2 separate regions of the Zea mays genome follow, and region 1 is linked to region 2. The links are chromatin contacts, called in public Hi-C maps. All regions are on one chromosome and are shown on one strand. The core of a region is the stretch at or near the end of the contact, and the rest is flanking DNA. Distances in the headings are between cores, read along the strand shown.

What was found. Hi-C and Micro-C count contacts between places; a contact is called where the count stands out from the background.
Region 1: a Hi-C map of bundle sheath shows a contact between it and region 2, with 2.6 times the contacts expected there. The contact joins the promoter of LOC100281698 here to the promoter of LOC100384030 in region 2. A contact is called at or near these places in 2 of 25 Hi-C or Micro-C datasets (bundle sheath and tassel).

What each region holds. Positions count from the first base shown.
Region 1 is chr3:10,679,899-10,684,623 of Zm-B73-REFERENCE-NAM-5.0, reverse strand. It overlaps LOC100281698 (cytokinin-O-glucosyltransferase 3), which reads right to left and starts at 2,834. Exons shown (of 1, transcript NM_001154618.2): 1 at 869-2,834. The coding sequence starts at 2,589. The coding sequence ends at 1,012.
Region 2 is chr3:10,261,561-10,266,562 of Zm-B73-REFERENCE-NAM-5.0, reverse strand. It overlaps LOC100384030 (glossy13), which reads right to left and starts at 3,728. Exons shown (of 24, transcript NM_001321723.1): 1 at 3,367-3,728; 2 at 2,447-2,567; 3 at 2,167-2,255; 4 at 1,650-1,734; 5 at 1,260-1,419; 6 at 1,108-1,184; 7 at 979-1,032; 8 at 600-690; 9 at 183-484; 10 at 1-110. The coding sequence starts at 3,665.

The DNA of each region.
Region 1 (4,725 bases), core at 1,585-4,084, 420 kb before region 2:
TTGTTGTCGAGGATCAGAGACACTGCATATCCATTGTCAATTCTATTGAAGTCAAGATTTTGCGATTTACATCAGACCAACAGCTTATCGGCATTCTTTTTCTTTCTTTCTTTCTTTCTTTCTTTCTTTCTTTCTTTCTTTCTTTCTTTTCTGAAGCTTATCACCAGCATTCTGAAGTGGATTCACTCAAATACCGAAACTTCAGTCGAGCATCAAGCTGCAGAGATGTTACTAATAGAATAACATGCATCAAAAGCAAACTGCAAGTTCCATGGGATAGATCATCCAGGTGATCGATATCCCAATGCTATTGGGTTTTTCGACATCGGTTCAATATCTAATTGTGGCTCCTGAGTCAGCTTGGGGACAAGCCAAATTTCAAGGAGGGAAGGGTGTCATATGGACCTACTGAGCTAGTGGTTAGTGCACTGGATGAAGCTAGGCTATACATGGGGTGGGGTGGACCATCAGGTTCGATCGACTCAAGGAAGCAAGCTACCAAGTGAAGTACAAAAAGAGTAGCAGCCAAATGATTTGAGCCTGAACTCGGAGGCGGCGAGCAAGAGCTCGAGGTGAGCATCCGCTCGATCTACCTCTTTTGCTTGTTCTACCTCCTGTGTATGGGTTTCCTTGTATCTAGAACCTTCCGTAAGCCTATCATATGCTACACAGCGGTCACTGCTGCTTGATTGACTCAATTTATCAGCATACATGGGCCGAAGAATCAAATATTGACGCTGACTGACCAACAATGGCGGAAACCGGGGGAACAACAAGGGCCCGTGCCCCCTCCCCCCGGATTGAGATCCTCTGCAGTCCCTATGAATGTTTCGGTTTACAGCAACACATCAATTCACCTGTTTTTTTTATAATATATTATCATTATTGTTGTTGTTGTTGTTGTTATGAATACTAACTACATGTATTATGTGTACAAAAACATAGAGAAAGTACACTGGTCTACTTGTGTTAAACATCGTCCAAGAAGGCAAGCGCATGGTGCAATGCAACTTAGGACTGTACTGACAAGGCAGCCCCGGCACCTATGTTGTCATTGTTCTTGCTTCCAGTTCCAAGCTCCGGCAGAGTGCTGAAGCCCGTGCCCTCTTCGTGGCTCTTCTTCATGTTTAGCTCCGCAACATGGCGCAACATGTCGTCCAAGTCGGCATACGACGACCCGCCTTCCTCCATGGCTGCCTTGGCCTTTGCGGCGAGCTCCTTGGCCCTCGCCCTCCTCGCCGTCCCGTCGGCGCCCACGCCCATCAGCTCGGCCACCGCCTTCTCCACGTCGGCGCTCGTCACCTGCACCCCCTCGGCCTCGTCGGGAAGGCTCATGGGCGGCAGCTTGACGCCGGACCTGACGCCGACGCCGAGGACGTCGACGAGCAGCCGCTCGCTGCAGAACTGGTCGGCGAAGTTGGGCCACGTCAGCACCGGCACGCCGTGGGTGATGGCCTCCAGCGAGGCGTTCCACCCGCAGTGCGACAAGAAGCCGCCCACCGCGGGGTGCGAGAGGATGGTCACCTGCGGCGCCCACCCGCGGACGAGGAGGCCCCTGTCCCGGACGCGCTCCTCGAACCGCTCGGCCAGCAGCCACGCCCGCACGTCGGCGCTGGACTTGGCCTCCTTGATGGCCCAGACGAACGGCCGCCCGGACGCCTCGAGGCCCCGGGCGAGCTCGACGGTCTGCTTCAGCGACAGCTGCGCGAGGCTGCCGAAGCTGACGTACAGCACGGACGCCGCGGGCCGGGCGTCGAGCCACGACAGGACGAGGCCGACGTCGACGTCGGCGCGGTTGCCGCGGGCGGCCGTCGCGCCCGCGTCCAGGCCACCGGAGGAGGAGGCGCACGTCGGGCCGACGGCCCAACACGTCGTCGTCGTCTTCCTTCCGAGCGCCGCCGCGTAGCCGTCGACGAAGACGCCCTCGAGGCCGCGGAACGTGTTGATGAGCAGGCCGTCGGCGGTGGCCTCGGCCTCCGCCACGTCGCGCTCGTAGCTTTCCATCCCCGGCCACTGGAAGAAGCCGCGGAACGTGGCCACGTTCCCGGCCGCGCGCACCGGGAAGCCCGGCACCTCGAACGGCTCCAGCTCGTGGGCCACGCGGCCGTACACGCCGTGCGTGGACAGGCAGTGCGTGGCGAGGAGGAAGTAGGCGGACGGGCAGTGCAGCACCAGGCGCGGGATGCCGTGGCGGGCGCACACCCGCGCCGCCCACGGGTTGCACGAGTCGGCGACGACGCAGTCCGGGCGCCGGGGCAGCGACCGCAGGTACTCCTCCAGCGGCGCGTCCATCTTCCACGTGGCCTGGAAGAATGGCATGAAGTGCTCCTTTTCCACCACCATGTCGACGTTCTCCATCCCTTCTGGCAGCCCGAGCCCCGGGCCGGGGAACGCGACCTCCGCCAGCTCGACGTCGAGCCCCGCTCGCCGCGCGCTCTCGACGACGGCCCCGTTGCGCGCGGCGTTGACGGGCGTGGTGACCACGCTGACGCGCGCGCCGCGGCCGGCGAGGAGGCGCGCCAGGTCCACCATCGGGATTATGTGGCCCTGCGCCAGTAGCGGCACGAGCACGAAGTGAAGCCCCGCCATTGGCTGCGTCTTCCTAACCTAGCCTGCCTCTCTCTCTCTCTCTCTCTCTCTGCTTTCTCTCGATAGCTTAAATGACGAGCGCGCGTACGTGCGGCTTATAAAACAATGCCAGCTCCACACACCGGCCGCGATACGACCGGTGCAAAGTTTGCACGGCCAAGATCGAGGCTGACGACGTGACGCGTGGACGACGAGGGGGGGTTCTAGTGAGGAGTGGCCGAGACGGGACGACGCGATAAGGAGCGTGAGGACGGAAGACGAACAGTGTGCAGCATTTCTGTGTTGGAATGTGCGTCACTTGTGTGAGGAGGAGAACCGGAGAATTCCGCACTGAATCGTGGTCACTTGACTGAACCCATGCTGTGTTTATTGTACACACACACAAGGAGGGCACAGAGATGGCACTGCGGCAGATTTGGTTGGTCTGAGAGGACGCATGGCGGGCAAGGCAAAGTTGTGTTCTAGAAGGGTGGTGCGCTGACGTCCGCGCCGAGCGAAGCTCCGTTGTCGCCGTCTTCGGAGCCCAGACGCCCAGTGGAGTGTGGACTCTCTGATCTCTCTGAGTGTCTGGTCTGGCAGGAGAGCAAGGCCGCATTGCAGCGAGGCAGTGACCCTCGGTCGCTGCATGGATGAATACAGCGCACGTCTCCTGTCAAAGGTGGAAAGAAAGAAACGAGGCAAACTGCGTGCCCATCCCTAGGTGTACAGATTCTCCACGTAACCACGTGTATATGTGATCCTGCCCCATCCATCATTCATCGTGATTTTAAAAACCCAATGAAAATTTCGTTTCCAACGTGAATTGATTCCTCAGCGATTCCTGTGTTTTGAAAGGACAGGCTAATGATCTCACATGAAGAGGAGGCTCCAGACTGTGTGCAACCGCGTATCGGCACCAAAGAAAGAAAACGGATCTCCCTGCCTCCCGTTCGCCTGCAGTTTTTTCTTTTGGGCAGCTGCAATGGTGCGATGGCCACAGCACACGACGATGGTCAAAAGCTCGAAATGCCATGTCGGCGTGCTGCCCCCGTGTAGTCAAAGCTCTCAACAACCGCGTGCATCACAGACGGTCGAATCTGACGGCGCAGCTGATCACGGACTCGTTGGCGGCCACTGGTATCTTGACATGTGAACAAGTGCTGTGCTACATATTTGCATGAAGGGAGGGGAAAAGATCTGGATCTAAGATTTCACTATTGAGCAGCTCCATTAGTCCATCCAAGATCGACCGTGGATCAACCAAGGAATCAGTTAGCTTCAGATCCATGAAAATGACATTTTAGTTGGAACAGACTGTTTTATTCTTCAAATAGGGCCCCACATATCAGTCTTTGTCATTCACTCTCTTCTAGTGATGAGCGTGCGGTCGGTCGGTCGGAGCTAGGGCGAGCGCACTGTGGCGTTGCTGGGGTTGGGGGCGAGCGCGCCATGGCTAGGCTACTGGTTAGTTTTCTCTAACTCTAAGAGTACTTCTTTGACAAGCTTCATCGAAACAGTGAATATGATATCTAGATTCATCGGTCAGCCTGTCCGTTTAGTTTTAATCCGTACCGAATTCTATTGAATGTTTTATCTTTATGGACTGCAGATGCTGTAGCAGTAAGAGAACAGCCTATGTTCTGATGAATCTAGATCTATTGCAGTTCCTTGTTTGCTTGTGCTCCCACTGTCTTTCGAAACCTGTACTTCTTGGCTGTTCCCAAATTGCTTATCTTTGTGTCCAACACGACGCGGGCCTCTTTGGCACAAGGGTCAAGGGCTATTGTCACGGAGCCGCACCAACTGGACATTTATAAATGGCTTGTACAATCGAAGCCGTTTTCGCCAAGACGTTTCTTCCAAACGGGTTTAGCTTAGCAAAAAAAAAAGGAAGAAAGAAAGAAAGAGAAGCCAGAGCTCTGATCCAAACCGTCAACATCAAAGACGTAATAGAACATTAAAATGATCCCAGCGTAGCTAATATATGAGACCTCAAGAAGTCAAGATTGTATGGTATATACAATAATACGTGTGATATATCTACATGGAAAAAGGTGATCGAAGAAGAAAGTGAACATATGTAGGGGGGGAGAGCGAGAAAATCAAATTAACAGACCAGATAGCAAAGAGGAATTTTGAAGCAGCATGCATCGCAGC
Region 2 (5,002 bases), core at 2,479-4,978:
TTACCAATAATAAATGTTTTGAAGGCTTCAGCAAATTTTGATACAGAAACAAATTGGTATGGATAATCATAGTGGCACCAATACTGCTGTTGATCTTTCTTGGACAAAACCTGCGATGAAAGAAACGTGAATCCACGAGAAATTCCAGTCGGTATAGAATTCAAAAGTGAAGAGGTGTGTACTTCTTGCAAAAAATCAGCCACGTTTTTTCTTTCTGGACACCTGAATCCCATAGCACCAAAAAAGTCAACTGCATATTCACGTGGACCTTGGTATACGATTTGACCTTCGGCTATAAGAATGACATCATCAAATAGCTCATATGTTTCCGGAGCTGGCTGAAGCAAGGATATGATTGTAGTTCCGTCAAGAGCATGTGTTGAATTCCTTAGGTATTTGATAATCTGATATGTAGTTGCACTGTCAAGGCCTGTCGATATCTCATCCATGAACAGCACGCGGGCAGAACCAACTAGCAATTCACCTGCAAGTACCACAATATTAGCACAACTTGAACACTGAAAAGAGCGTGCTATTTTGCAATAACTAATTTCAGCTGACAGCGCTAGCATACTTAAATGGCAGTAATATGCAGTCACCTGTTGTCAGGCGCTTCTTTTGCCCTCCGGAGATCCCTTTGATCATTTCATCTCCAACAATAGTATCAGCACAGACGTCCAGTCCTAAAATCTTGGCTAGATCAAAATTAGCAATCAGAAGTCTTGGCACAGTAAAGTAATCAAGAAGTTATAAAAAAAGTAAATTGTGCTAACAACTTTTGAAAATAATAAGAAAAAGGGAATAATAAGATTTAGAAAAGAGTAGGTCCGCTAACATGCTGTAGAACAATATTAAAAAGATTTGTAAATTAAAGAGGCCAGTAAAAATAAAAAAATAATAGGGGAAACACAAAAGAAATATGTTCTTGAGAATTTTCAAAGCACATAGACAAATAGCTGAAAGAGATGGATCCCATACCTTCATTATATACTCTGCTACGAGGCTTGTCTGCTTACCCTCAAGAGCCAACGCCTGAAAATTTGAGAACAATATTTATGACACAATAATTAAATATTTATATAATCATTCTGCCTAAATGTAGTCTACCTTCATGAACACATCTAGGTCCTCGTCAGGTTTTATCCCCGCATTCTTTTCTCTCCTCAACAGTTCAACAAGCATGTCTGCAGGTTGATTGATGTCAAAGACCAAACAATCAAGGAACAGCAAAACTTTACTAATTCGGTGCGGTGACCTACCATACTTTATTCCAACACCCTGACAGCGCCCGGCAAACTCCAGCGTTTCTCTGACCGTCATTTCTGAAGCATGCCAGTCTTGCTGACTGACATAAGCAGATGTTCGCTGAGGCACGAATTCGTTCAAATGGTGGCCATTGTAAGTAATGTTCCCAGACATCTACAACAAATTTGGGTGCTTCCTGTCAGTAACAAGTTGGGGGACTCAAGTCAAAGGCTAATTTTGCTGATGACAGTCCATTGTCAGGTAATAGAACATGCCAGTCCGGCATTCCGGCCTTGTGATGGACAAAGAATGGATTGAATTAACCCAGATACAAAGAGTCGCCCATCATTTTTTTATGAACACGCATTCAAAGAATGAAAAGTGACTGATGTGATGTTACAAACCTTTAGTCCAGGACCGAGCCGTCCAGCAAGAGCAAGAAGCAAGGTGGTCTTCCCGGAACTTGGAGGGCCCAAAAGCAGTGTCATTCTGCAGCACGAACCAATGCATGTGCAAGCTTAATTTGGTGTCCCATAAAAACCAATGAGGCGCCATTTGGATCCTTTGAATTAAATTTCATTCTAATAATCCTAATTTAGGCACTAATTAATTAAGCTAATAAGGTTTTATACGGAATATATTTGTATATTATTATTGGTTATATATGGGAGAAATAGAGGGCCAGTGTATTATAAGTGTGGAGTAGAAATACATGATACATAAAATCTATTTCTATTCCCTACCCTAGAAACTTGAGTCTATATCTAAACTTTGAAAAGTAGTGAAATGTTAAATTCCAAGTCAAATAGACTACTCTGTTAAGGATATTCTAATTCCTCTACAACGAACAGATCCAAACAGCCCCCTGATATGCAATCTTCCTAGAATTCTTTATGGGGGAGACAGAGTTTCCATATGCACCTTGATGGGCGAATTACCCCACTGATGTTGTCCAAAATCGGCAGTTTAACTCTTCCTCCTCGATAGATCCTCAGATGCCTCAGAAAAGCCTATTAAAAATAACAAGATAAGCATGTCAGGATCTGAATTCTACAAGAGTAAAACTGATGCGGTAATTCTTCCACTGCCGTGGAAAACTTGTTTAAACGTCACTTTCACATGGAGATCAAGTTTAGAACAACCGATATGATGAAAAACGTATATTGACGAAAAAAATTGCAGTTAAGATCTTTGGGCCAACCTCTGTCATGTTGCATATGAAGTTCGGGATGGTCGGTAGAGCCCTGCTCCCAACATGCACGTAAGCGTCCACTGTCACATCCTCATACCTCACTTCGATCTTGGGGAACTCTATCTGCACTCTGCAGGAGCGAGGAGACGGGAAAATCAACAGAGTTTCAGAGCCCAAAAGCAAGATCAGTATAGCTCTGTGATGCCTCGATACAAATTTTAGCATGTGCTTCCGAAGGAAGCAAATTATTTGACAGAAGCGGACACGTACGTAGCTCGTCGTACGAGTACGCACGAGCAAAATCTACTAGCGCTGCTGCCAACAGGCGATCTGATGCTCTTCACGCCGCCTGCTACTGCTGGCGCTCTGGCTCCTGCTTTCGCATCCGCACCCGGAGGCCCAATCATGGCCTGCACGTCCATGGGCCATGCCGTGGAGGCCTGGAAGCTTCTGAATAGCCCATCTGGAGAAGAAAACTTCGAGGCGCCAATCTCCGCGGCGACTGGGACGTGTGAGTACGACGAGATGACGGCGGAAAGCCGGAAACTAGACTCGACACACTGAACCAGAAGGACGGAACCGTACAAACACCTACTGGCGCCACTAGTCAGCCTCCCTAACCGCGTAGCCTTTCCGCGGTAGCACTAGCACCTGCCATGCAGCGGTTGCCACTTGCCAATTTTCCAAACCCCGCGGTCCGCGGATGAGCCGCTTGGGCCCACATGTCATGCAACGCCGCGTGGGTCACCCTGGCTGCACAACAACGGACGAAGCGCGCAAGCTCGTCCGCGCGCGCGGAGGCGGCGGAGTGGTGTGGGGGAGACGACGAGGTCGAGACATTATTTTTGAACTGGGGCGGGGAGACAACGACACAGGGCAAAGCATGATGACGAGGGAGCAAATTAAAATGCAGGAGTGTAACTACTCACGCGTCGAAGCGGCTGCGTATGCGTCGGAAGAAGTGCTCGGAGTCGCCAGAGTCGGCGACGAGGCGGTCGACGAGCGCGGTGCGGTCCCCGGAGGAGAGCCCGGCGACGTCGACCTCGCAGAGCACGTCGTCGCCCTCGACGGCCGCGGCCCCGTCGGGAGCCGGGGACCTGAGCAGGCCCCGTCGCGCGCGGGTGACGGTGGGCAGCCGCTGCAGCGCGGCCCACCGCAGCGCCTCCCGCTCGTCCTCCGCCTCCCGCCACGACCCGGAGCGCGAGAACGCCGCCTCCGCCGCCCACATCTCGCCCCCGATCGGTCTCCCCCGCCACACCAAACCCTAGCTGCCGCTGCCCGCGCCTTTCCGCCCGGTGTGTGGCGCGGCAGTGCGGCCATTTAAGGAGGGCGTACTGGCAGGCGGTGGTAATGGCGGACTGGGGAAGGAGGGGGTGGATCCACCGACTCGTTCGCATTTATGGTCATAGGCCGCTTTCTCCTTCGATCAGTCGCCCCCGGGCTTTCTCTCTCTGCTTTGCGCCTCTAATCCTCGGGGGTTTTTAGCGGAGACCTGGAAGCTGACGGCGACAGGTTCACAAGAAAGGGAGGGAAGGAAATGGGGAAGCCGTGCACCGGCTTTTCATTTTCCAGTTCAGACTTCAGACTCAAGTGAGACTCTCCGGGCATGGTTGTTCTGGGCCTGTTCGTGGGCTCATTTAACAATAATCTTTCATTTCCTTCCTCTATACTGCTTACCAACCCATGGTGATTATTGTGTGTTAGGCTGTCCGCAGCGCTCGCCGCGAGTGTCACCCTCCCTTACTCCTGTAGACGTATAGAGTGACCCTCACCCCTCCGCAGCGCTGTGCGCTACAAGCGCCCCTCCTTGCTACAGTTCAAGGGTTGCGTGATTTTGTCGGTCCTCTTTGTCTCGAAGTTGGTACGCACGTATTAATTGTTAGTTGTAGAAAAAAATGACGTTGGATCACAGATAGGTATGAAAAATAATATTTTAGGTTATAGTGGAGTGTAGGAAGAGAATTTAAAAAAAAAACCTATACGGGAAGGAAAACGTAGGGGTGGAATCTATATGATGTGGCTGCATGTGGTATATACGGACAAATTTAGAGAAAACTGCTACAGATAGCCTTAGAGTCTCTTTGGTTTTACTTTTGGCTCTAGCTTTTGCACCTTAAAAGCCAAAAGTTAAATTAAAGGGTTCGATCCAAAAAACAGCTTTTCCTAATAGTCGACTTTTCTTGCAGTGCAAAATTGAAAGCACCTCTATACCTGTTTTTAGTAGCTTTTCAGATGAAACTGTGAAAATATATATTAAAAAATAGCGACTTTTAATAGTTTTCGTCAAATTGTTTTTAGTTTTTTAACAGCCCATATTAATTTTTTTCATAGACACAGTCCAACCAAAAAGACCCTAAGGTTGTTCGAAAGATGCAAAACTTTATCGACTATATATATCGTTTAAATGTGGGGGACACGATAATCGTTGAACCGTGGAAACTGGTGTTTCATATAATAGAAGAGATAAAGAAGAGAAGACCGTCTAGTTTTAATACTCTCTATTGCAGAAGTAACATTCTATCTTTCCGGCAAATCCTATATAATATATATACACACACAGGGACG